2 separate regions of the Sus scrofa genome follow, and region 2 is linked to region 1. Evidence: chromatin contacts called from public HiChIP or PLAC-seq data. All regions are on one chromosome and are shown on one strand. The core of a region is the stretch at or near the end of the contact, and the rest is flanking DNA. Distances in the headings are between cores, read along the strand shown.

Evidence for each region. HiChIP or PLAC-seq counts read pairs in DNA pulled down with a chosen protein or histone mark.
Region 2: a contact with region 1 is called in an H3K27ac HiChIP or PLAC-seq map of alveolar macrophages. The contact joins two enhancer-like sites. A contact is called at or near these places in 7 of 47 Hi-C or Micro-C datasets (embryonic fibroblasts, epiblast stem cells, fetal liver and 4 more) and 2 of 2 datasets of contacts at active chromatin or transcription factors (alveolar macrophages and skeletal muscle).

The regions. Positions count from the first base shown.
Region 1 is chr1:98,280,953-98,285,769 of Sscrofa11.1, reverse strand. All of the region lies in intron 6 of CTIF (CBP80/20-dependent translation initiation factor), which reads right to left. Among named protein-coding and RNA genes, the nearest start is that of TRNAD-GUC, 55 kb to the right of the region's middle. Within about 2 kb of position 3,334, at least 2 of the 83 cell types and tissues checked have an H3K27ac peak or open chromatin away from gene starts, as enhancers often do. A contact at or near this core is called in alveolar macrophages, where this site is marked.
Region 2 is chr1:98,849,034-98,854,109 of Sscrofa11.1, reverse strand. All of the region lies in intron 13 of DYM (dymeclin), which reads left to right. Among named protein-coding and RNA genes, the nearest start is that of DYM, 170 kb to the left of the region's middle. Within about 2 kb of position 3,544, at least 2 of the 83 cell types and tissues checked have an H3K27ac peak or open chromatin away from gene starts, as enhancers often do. A contact at or near this core is called in alveolar macrophages, where this site is marked.

The DNA.
Region 1 (4,817 bases), core at 2,085-4,584:
CAGCAAGGCTCCTTCCTGGCCCCCCCAGATGGATTGGTCTGTCTGAACCTCTATCTTCCACCGGTCAGGTTTCCTCCTCTGGTGTGTGACATCCTGCTCAACCTGAGTGGCCAGGTTGACCCACGTGGCCAGCCACTGATGCTGCCGCCCTTTGGGGTGTCCTGAAAGGACCTTGCTGAGGGGGCGTGATGCATTTCCTTGACCACACCACACACCAGCCTGCTGGAACAATGTCCGTTTTCTTGCCGCCAGGAAAGGCCACATAAAGGAACATCTTCTCTTTTCTTGCCAAGCAAATGTTTCTACTTTGACCCTGAAGGGTACACTTTGAAGCAAAATAATGATCCAGAGGCCACTGAGCTGCCCTAAAGGTCAAGTACTGGAATGAATTGTTCCCAACATTTTTAGCATGTCGAGAATACTTTGTGTGTGTGTGTGTGTGTGTGTGAGCATTGGGATGGGTGAAGAGGGACAGCTGCCCCTCATGTGAACAGACCCTGACCAGTCACTGTGCCCTGGCTGGGCTGGGTGGGGTGGATGGGTGCCAGGACTATGAAGATTCTGTTGTCAGAATGCTTTTTCTTCTTTTTTTCTTTTTATAGCCACACCCATGGCATATGAAGGTTCCCAGGCTAGGGGTTGAATTATACTCGTAGCCACCGGCCTACGCCACAGCCACAGTAACACCAGATTCAAGCCACATCCAAGACCTATGCCGCAGCTTGTGGCAACTCTGGATCCTTGACCTACTGATTGAGGCCAGGGATCAAACCATCATCCTCATGGATACTAGTCGGGTTCTTAACCCACTGAGCCACAACAGGAACTCCCAGAATGTCTGGTTCTTATGACCAACTTTGAGGGTCTTTGAAATGAAATTTTTTTTTTTTTGTCTTTTTTGTTGTTGTTGTTGCTGTTGTTGCTATTTCTTGGGCCGCTCCCGCAGCATATGGAGGTTCCCAGGCTAGGGGTTGAATCGGGGCTGTAGCCACCGGCCTACGCCAGAGCCATAGCAACGCGGGATCCGAGCCGCGTCTGCAACCTACACCACAGCTCACGGCAATGCCGGATCGTTAACCCACTGAGCAAGGGCAGGGACCGAACCCGCAACCTCAAGGTTCCTAGTCGGATTCGTTAACCACTGTGCCACGACGGGAACTCCTGAAATGAATTTTTTTAAGGAATTGCATACTACTGACACACATGAGCAAATCTCACTAATATATCCCTAAGTAGATCTTTGTGCTGAGTGGCTGACCTACGGCTAGAGCAGGTGAACTAACTGTTCCACTAGGGTCGCCCTCAAGGCTTGGAAGAATATGGGGAACCTGGTAGCAAATTTTCTTCTTTGCAAATCACCTCTGCATACAGCCCCTCCTGGTCTGCAGGACTGTCTCTCAGGTATGGAGACTCTTAACTTGCAACAGCCTCTAGAATCCAGCTCGTTTCCTCTGTACTAGGCAGATGGAGGGCCCTGTGCTCAGAGCAGTGATGTCTGTCTGGGCCTCAACTTCCCCAAGTGCAAAACAAAAGGAGTTGGACTAGATGACTGGAAGGCTCCTTTCAGGACGAACACTATCGCCTTCTAGAACGCTCGATGGATACGTCTCCTTCCTCTTGAAGAAATAGGTCACCTCGCCTTCTTTGCTTTTTGATGGGTCTTGCCAAGGGAGGTTCCCTTTAGCCGGAGATGTTCAAAACTCAAAGCCTGGCTCTCCATGGCATGGTGGTCTAGGTATTCAATCCAAGCTCCTGGGTGTGAAACTGGCTTAAGACGAGGAACAGCTGCCACTTACACAGGCATCACACAACTCCGGGAGGTGGTCCTCTCAGCCGGCATCGATCTGAGGCATTTTTGGTAATTTCAGGCACAGGCTGTCACATGGGTAGAGGAAGGAATACCACCTTCTAATTTGCACCAAGTGGCCATGCTGGAGAGTGGTGGGGCTGGTCCACATACACTTCCCAAAAAGCCATCTTTCCAGTTGAAAATGGGCCTCACAGGCCTGCCCAATAGCACAGCACTTAGAACAGAGAACAGAGAGTTCCCATCATGGCTCAGTGGTAACGAATCTGACTTGTATCCATGAGGTGGCAGGTTTGATCCCTAGCCTCGTTCAGTGCATTAAGGATCCAGCGTTGCCGTGAGCTGTGATGTAGGTCACAAAGTGCAGACACGGCTGGGATATCATGTTGCTGTGGCTGTGGTGTAGGTCAGCAGCTGCAGCTCCGATTAGACCCCTAGCCTAGGAACTTCCATACGCCACATGTGGCCCTAAAACAAACAAACAAACAACCAAAAAAAAAAAAACCACAGAGACCATCAAGAGGTCAAGATGCCCCTGCTGACATGGAATGTCCACAGGACTCAGCAGCAAATCCTTCTCTGCAATATTCACTGTGTCCTTCTATGTGGCTCTCGGTCTGTGCCTCAGACCCCATGGGGCTGTGCCTCACAGAGATCCTCACTTGCGGGCTGGGGGTCAAGACCACTGTTAGCAGCTTACACAGCCTCGGCTCTCTGGTTCGTGTGCGGGGTGGGGTGGAGAGTCAGTTCTGACTGTGATTTCCTTTCCTTTCTTCTTTTTTCCTAACTTCCTTTCTATAGAACGTTTAATGTGCAGACACTTCAATGATGAAGTCTTTCCAAAGACACCTAACTGATGCTGATCCCTAGCAAAATTCTAGAGTACGTTATGAAACAGATGTCCTATGAGCCTCATACAAGGACCCGTGGTTAGAATCCATCAAAAATAAAAGGGCAGTGGTATGAGCGCAATGACCTATAGATCCTGCACCCTGGATCTGTGGCTGGATTCGCTGCATGCCCCTGGGTGCAGCCCTCTGCCCGCGGCAGTGGGGGCGGCAGGGGTGGCGGTGGGGGGACGGACTTGGTCTCCTCATTGAGCACGAGGTGTTGAGAATGCTTTCCTCATGGGTTAGGATGGTGAGTGGTCTCCAAGATGGATGTTCGGGCAGAGATTTCAACTCTTTGCTCCACAGCGTGATGCCAGCCGGTCCTCACACTGGGCACTACGGGTAAGGCAGTCAAATGGCCCACACTCTCTCCAGCTGGTCTCAGTAGCCATCCTTGGTGTGCCCTACTCCCGAGCTTACTCTTATGAGACCCTTTCTGTCCCACCCCCAGCCCCCAGCCCCAGTGTTATCCTGCACATGGCAGCCCAAGGTGACAGCATGTCAATAGGACGCCCCCTTGCCAGCAATCGGCTGGAAATGGAACATTTCCAGGTAATGGGATGTCCCCAGAGGTCCTGCCCTTCAGGGCACTGAGTCCCTCAGATGAGGAGCAGCTGGCAGAACTGCACAGAGACCAGAATTCTGCCAGCCCCAGCTGGCTCTCTGGGGGCACTTCCCTCTATCACTCGGGTGCAAGGGGTGATGCCAGAAACCCTGCCCCAGCTGCCCTTAAGGGGAAGCCTTGCTCATTTCGGCATTTCCAGAAATGAGCAGGAACTCCCAAGTAAGGAGCTTAAAGTGACCAGAAGTTCTACACAAATGGTTTTCAGGAACTGCAGACTGCGTGGCCTGTTGAAATGCGAATTGGCAAAAGACAAGGACAGTCTGTACGTTATATGTGGGCTTCCAGAGCAAGTCTGCCACCCCCAGTGGTCCCTATTTCGTAGCCAAAGGGGAGAAGCTCAGGCAACTCCACAGGAGAGGGGCCAGCCATGACCTGGTGACCTGCAGGGGTAACTGCAATAGGTTGTGTTGCCCTGCCCTTTGCACACAGCTGGCTCCCACATCTGCTCTGACATCTTAAGAACCATTCTATGAGCTCTGACCATGTGTCCAGCCCTGTCAAAGGTGTGGCACTGAGCAAGAATCCTGATTTAAGGATTGTGGTGGCTACTTGCTGGGTAAAAGTCTTTCCCACCAGGAAGGGTCATATGCACAGCTAGGCAGGGTGTGTGACTAGGATCCTAACTAGCTGGCCAATGGAGCTTACCCTTGGGTCCTGGACTGCACTGGCCCTGGTGGCTTTTGGTTCTCGTGTGAGAGTGAATGTCTCTATAAGGTCTGAATCCAAGTAGATTACCCCAGGCTTCTCAGACAGCTAGTGTGTGTGTGTGTGTGTGTGTGTGTGTGTGTGTGTGTCTGTCTGTCTGTCTAGAGTGTGCATATCCTCTCTTGGAGTTCTTTCAACAATAAGAAAGAAAAGAACCTCTTCACTGGCATTCAGGTACAACCTGTTGCCCCTTTCTCTCTCTCTCTCTTTTTTCTTTTGGCTTTTTAGGGCCGCACCTATGGCACATGGAAGTTCCCAGGCTAGGGGTCAAATCAGCTGCCCACCTACACCACAGCCACAGCAATGCCAGATCGGAGCGGCATCTGCGACCTACACCGCAGCTCACAGCAACGCTGGATCCTTAACCCACTGAGCAATGTCAGGGATGGAACCCACATCCTCATGGATACTAGTCAGATTCTTTCCCACTGTGCCACAATGGGAACTCCCCCGCTTTTTTTCTGCTGCCCCTTTCATAGCCTAAGCCCCATGACAACATGTCTAGGTCTCAGCCACATGCCAATCCCCCTGTCTGGACTCAGAGGACAGACCACTTCATCCCTTTACTTCCAGATACAAACATCTGCTCCCACTTCTGCTCCCAACAAGCACTTCAATCTTGGTGTCTCCTACAAGGCTCTCTCTTTTTCTCTGATGATTCAAATCCAACCAAATTAGACCTCTGACTCGACACGGTGGATTGACACATGCACTTATTTCAACTCCCCCTCACACACTGATTTAAAAAGTTCTAAACCCACGAAAGCACAGAGAACTGGGAAAGAAATTT
Region 2 (5,076 bases), core at 2,295-4,794, 570 kb before region 1:
GGGTTAAGGATCTGGCATTGTGGTGAGCTGTGGTGTAGGTCACAGATGTGGCTTGGATCCTGTGTTGCTGTGGCTGTGGTGTAGGCCAGCAGCTGCAGCTCTGATTCGACCCCTAGCCTGGGAACTTCATATGCCACAGGTACAGCCCTAAAAAGCTGGGGAAAAAAAAATATATATATGGCCTCCCTCAGAGGTAGGTGACAGAGAGAGAGAACTTCAGAGTCTTGACCTGGCCAGTGGGTACTTCTGACACACTGACTGGCCTGACCTGAAGTTACGAGTCTTGCTGCTTTTAAGCAGAGTAGTAGTTACTGGGGAGAAAAGATTTGTGTTATATTTATTTGCATTACTTCATGAGAGTAGCTGTCAGCAGGCACACAGTAGAATTTTAATAAATACCTAGTGACTGATTCTTAGAAGATGGCGTATCATTTGGAACTTAAGCTTAGTTCTGGCACCCACCTTTCTGAGACTTCACCTTAGATGATTCATCTCATTTTGCAAATATCTGCTGCTTCTCAAAACTAGTGAAGTTGATGACAGTGCATGCTATTATTGAAAGCTTTATGGTCTTTTAAGCCTCCTGAGAATAATATAACATCACACATAGATTAGATTTTAATTAACATTGTTTAATTAGAGTAGCATAGTTCTATTGTTTTTTTTATAAGATCTAGTCATGTAATTTAAGAATTTTAATATTCTTCAATGCATGATTTATGCTTAGCCCTTTTTCACTGTTAATAGCCACTAGTAGTGAACATATATACTCTTCAGATTTTAAACAAGTTCACTGCTGTCTGTCTTTTCTTTGTCTAGCCTCAAGCTGGCAGTTTATGTAAGGTGTACTCTGCACAAGAAAGGGTGCACCTTGTAGTCACCCAGCTTTTTTCTGAAGACTACAAAAACACAAGTTGGCATATTTAACTCTGGGGGGTTAGTTCCTCTATTTTGGACAAATATAGATCTTTAAGAATAGCCTATGGAATCAAAGGAAGTGGAATAATTTGCTTTTTGTAATACCTTCTAGTATTAGCTTACCACATCAAGCTTCTTCACTTTTGTTCCCACAAAAGTCTTTGGTAGTGAATTTTTCTCTAAACCAAATGATGCATTGAACTGCAAACATACAAGAGAATGTTACAACGCACAATAGCGTATTATTGGGATTCATTTATATTGTACAACACAAAATATTCAAAAAATATAGTAACATCTGGTTTTTGCTCTTGGTTTTGATATTTCAGGAATACTGTCTTATTTTAAAAATAAGGTCCATTTAATGATAAGTTCATACCTGTCAACTTCAGTGTCACTTGTTTCTCTTTTGTTAGGTTTAAGACTAGTAAAAGTCTGGAGGCTTCTATGATTTAGGGTGTTGGCATTACACAGCGGAGAAGTGGCTATCCCAGGTTTGTCCGATTAAAAGCCTATGCTCATTCTACTGTACTCTCATGGAAAGACTGCAGAACATTATTAACGAGAGTAACTCACCTGCCATGTGACCATCAATCCAAACTCTAGGCAGGGAGGGGGCTTCTGAAACAGATGGTTCTCAGGTAGCTGAGCCCTTGTTGATTATTCTGTTTGCTGCCCCCACACCTCATTCCAGCCTCCTTCCAGGATAGCTAAGTAACTAAAGTTAGAGTAGCAAAGACTGGAGGGTCTTCTTCCTTCTCTTCCCTTCTTTTCCCACTTCACTCTCTCTCTCACTTTCTTTCACTGACTAGTTGAGAAAGGTATGGATCGGTCAGGTATTACGTAATATATGGATTATTTTCCTGGAAAATAAACATGGAAAAGAAGACAAAGACTGTATTACTTTTAGCCTGAAAATCTTAATATTTTCTGTATATCTAATCCTTCATATTTCATTGTATTTTTAATTCAATAAGACTTATGGGGATTTTGCTATATGTCTGCCACTGCCAAAGTCCTCTTTAGTTTCATATTTGTTTACATTTTAATTTCAGATTAATGCCATTCCTTGAATCTAGAAATTAAATGTTATAGTCATATTGGTTTTATTTTTTAAAATTTAATTCAGTTTCAGCCTTATATCATTATCTGATTTCATTGTAGTTAGGAAGTTGTTTCTTGAGGGAAGGAATTTTCTGATATTAAGAGTTACAACAAATAGTTCAGTTTTGTTTCTAAAATCTTGGTAAGTTGTTCAACATTGTTTTCCATCTCTAAAATGATATAGGAGACCAATTTCGTTGTAGTGTTGTCGGAGTTAACAATGGATTATGCAGTCTTTCACGGCTCTATTTTGTTATAACATTTTGGAAATAATTTTAATTTAAAAATAAATCTAGAGAACACCTCTACAAAAAGTTTCTTGCTTTCTGTTAATATCCCTCCATTCTGATTCCTTGCCTGAAGGATCATCAAATTGCCTGTATTTCACAAGTATTTCCCTCAATGAAAACCTCATTGAATATAGATGGGTTTTAATGATAATGTTTTATTTTGGATTGGTAGGAGGTCTAAGCGATGGTTTTTGCAGTATAAGCATTTCTTTTAAACTTATGTGATTTATTTTTTAAAAGACAGAATTAACTTGTTCTTGCCCAGTGCCTGGGCAATAAAGAAACTCCAGTTTTTCCACTGCTTTGGTCTTTGTTGATCCTTGTTTGCTCTTGGCATAGCAGTAGCCAGGAAAGGAAAAAGGAATATTTTGCCTTAAAAATCTTGCTTTCTGTACTTCCTACAGCTAGTGGCGCTTTGAACATAACTACATTTTTTTTCAGGAAAGCCTGACATAGTTTTCTTTTTCAGTTTAGTCCTTTCTTTGGACACTATGTTGAGAAAACATTTAGACAGCTCCCAGTTGAAAATTTGTAAGTTTCCAATAGAAAATTTATATTTAGAGATTGCTGTTATTATACAGTAAAGGGTTTTGTTAGACTTGATGGGACATGTGAAAACTTTGTAGTTTAATTTCCATTTAGACTGTTGACACATTCGATATGTCAATTTTTAATTGACATTTATCTGAATTTTGATTTCTTATAAGTAAAGACCTTTCTGGACAGAATTGCCATGTGGGAAATTAAACATTAAAATAATTTACTATTGTGAATGAGCGGAGATTTTTACCCTGCTTTCAAGCTGACAAATTAGCCTGTCACAAATTTGTGGACCCTGGTCCAGACTCAAGATTCCTAGGCCAGGAGTTACCATCATGGCGCAGTGGAAAAGAATCCGACTAGGAACCGTGAGGTCGTGGGTTCGATCCCTGGCCTCGCCTAGTGGGTTAAAGATCCAGTGTTCCCATGAGCTGTTGTGTAGGTTGCAGACGTGGCTCGGATCTGGCATTGCTGTGGCTGTGGTGTAGGTTGGCAGCTGTAGCTCCGATTTGACCTCTAGCCTGGGAACCTTCATATGCCATGGGTGCGGCCCTAAAAAAAGCAAAAAAAAAAAAAAAAAAAAAAAAAAAAAAGAAGAAGAAGATTTCCGTGTCAGAGACAAATGACAGTTTATTGCTCACCATGGTGTGTGCCAGGGTTTCATCATTTTCTTGCGTGGCTCCCCATGCCCAGAGAAGCGTGACAAGGGTCAGGTAGTATCTGCGCATGCAATGGGTTACATTACAGGAGAGAACCCTCAGCTTAGGAAATCCCATCTTTCATAGCAGGCTTCAAGCAACCCTGCCCAGACTTTGTTTTGGACAGAGACATCTTTAATATATTTGACAGCAGCAACCTGCTGTTGGTTCTAAAGGGAGTCACTCTTTCTCCTTTCCATGTCTATTCACTCTCCAGAAATCCATGAAAAACTAGTCCAGAGGACAAGGCTGCTAAAACCTCTGCTTTCAAGATGTGCAGAAACACTAAAGACCTATGGGGAACTCTCTCCCCATGGTATTACTAGCTATTTATGCATTTCTGTTGCCAATTGGAAAAACCTGTCACCAAGTCATTTAGTTAATTGATACTGTTTTAGGTTTTCTATCTCACTTGCTAATGTGCTGGATTTATGTATCTTAGAAGAGGTAGTAAAGGGCCAAGTGGCCTCACTAGCCTCTGCTTTGTCCATGTGTCCTAATGAATCTTCTACTCAGGTGTCAATGTCAGTAATACCACCCTTACAGCCTTGTTTTTGAGTGGCTTTGACATAACCCAAGTATTTTTGCATTCAACACAAATCATAAAATTTTAGATTTGGAAGGATCTTTAAAGAACATCCAAGACAAGTTTGCACACTTCACTTGTGGAAATATTGACACCTAGATTTATCATGTGACTAAGTCTAAGTGAAAACTATTGCAGAAGCAGATGTAGAAATCAAGCCTCCCAGCTCCTTGCCTAGTGTTCTTCTCAGAACGAAAGAGAAAAACCGTGTGTGTTCATGCACATGTATTCTCTCTCTCTTACATAGTTGTGATCCCTAATACATTTAAAATGCTAAGGCCAGGTAAGAGAAATAAAATCACTTAATAAAGCATTTTCCTGCTTGATGAATTGCACATGCTTGATGGACTTTGTAAAAAGCAGCTTTGTCCAAGACAAAGAAATAAGAGTTGTGCTAACAGGAGAAATGAGAGTAAACAGAAGGTAAAGAGATTTAAAATGACTCATGTGCCCAATATAAATACAGACGGGCCCACAAGGGATGAGAGAATGCTGCTTTAGGAGAGATAGAAGGATAGTTGGGAAAAGGTACCTGCTACAAAGGAGGGTAAATGCTGTCACAAATACTGATGAATATCTTGAGCATTTAACATTTGTTTATTCTTTAAATGGGCCTCAGTTTCCTCATTTACAAAATGGCAATATCCTGCTAGGACTGCTTTGAGGAATAAATGGGTTTTTATACGCAAAGCGCTTAGAATAGAGCCTTTTCAGTAGCAATCACCTAGAAATTAGCAGAGGAAAAAAAAAAATCTTCCTTATTAGAGGACAGACAGCACAATGTCTTGCTTGTGATGGCCCAGTATGTATTTGAACAAATGATGAAATTCTGATGCTCTAATGAGATTAAAAGAAAAATGGTTAAATCTGCAGTTCTAAGGAGGAAACAACATGCCATATAGACCACCATTTTATTTTTTGCTTATTTATTTTGTCTTTT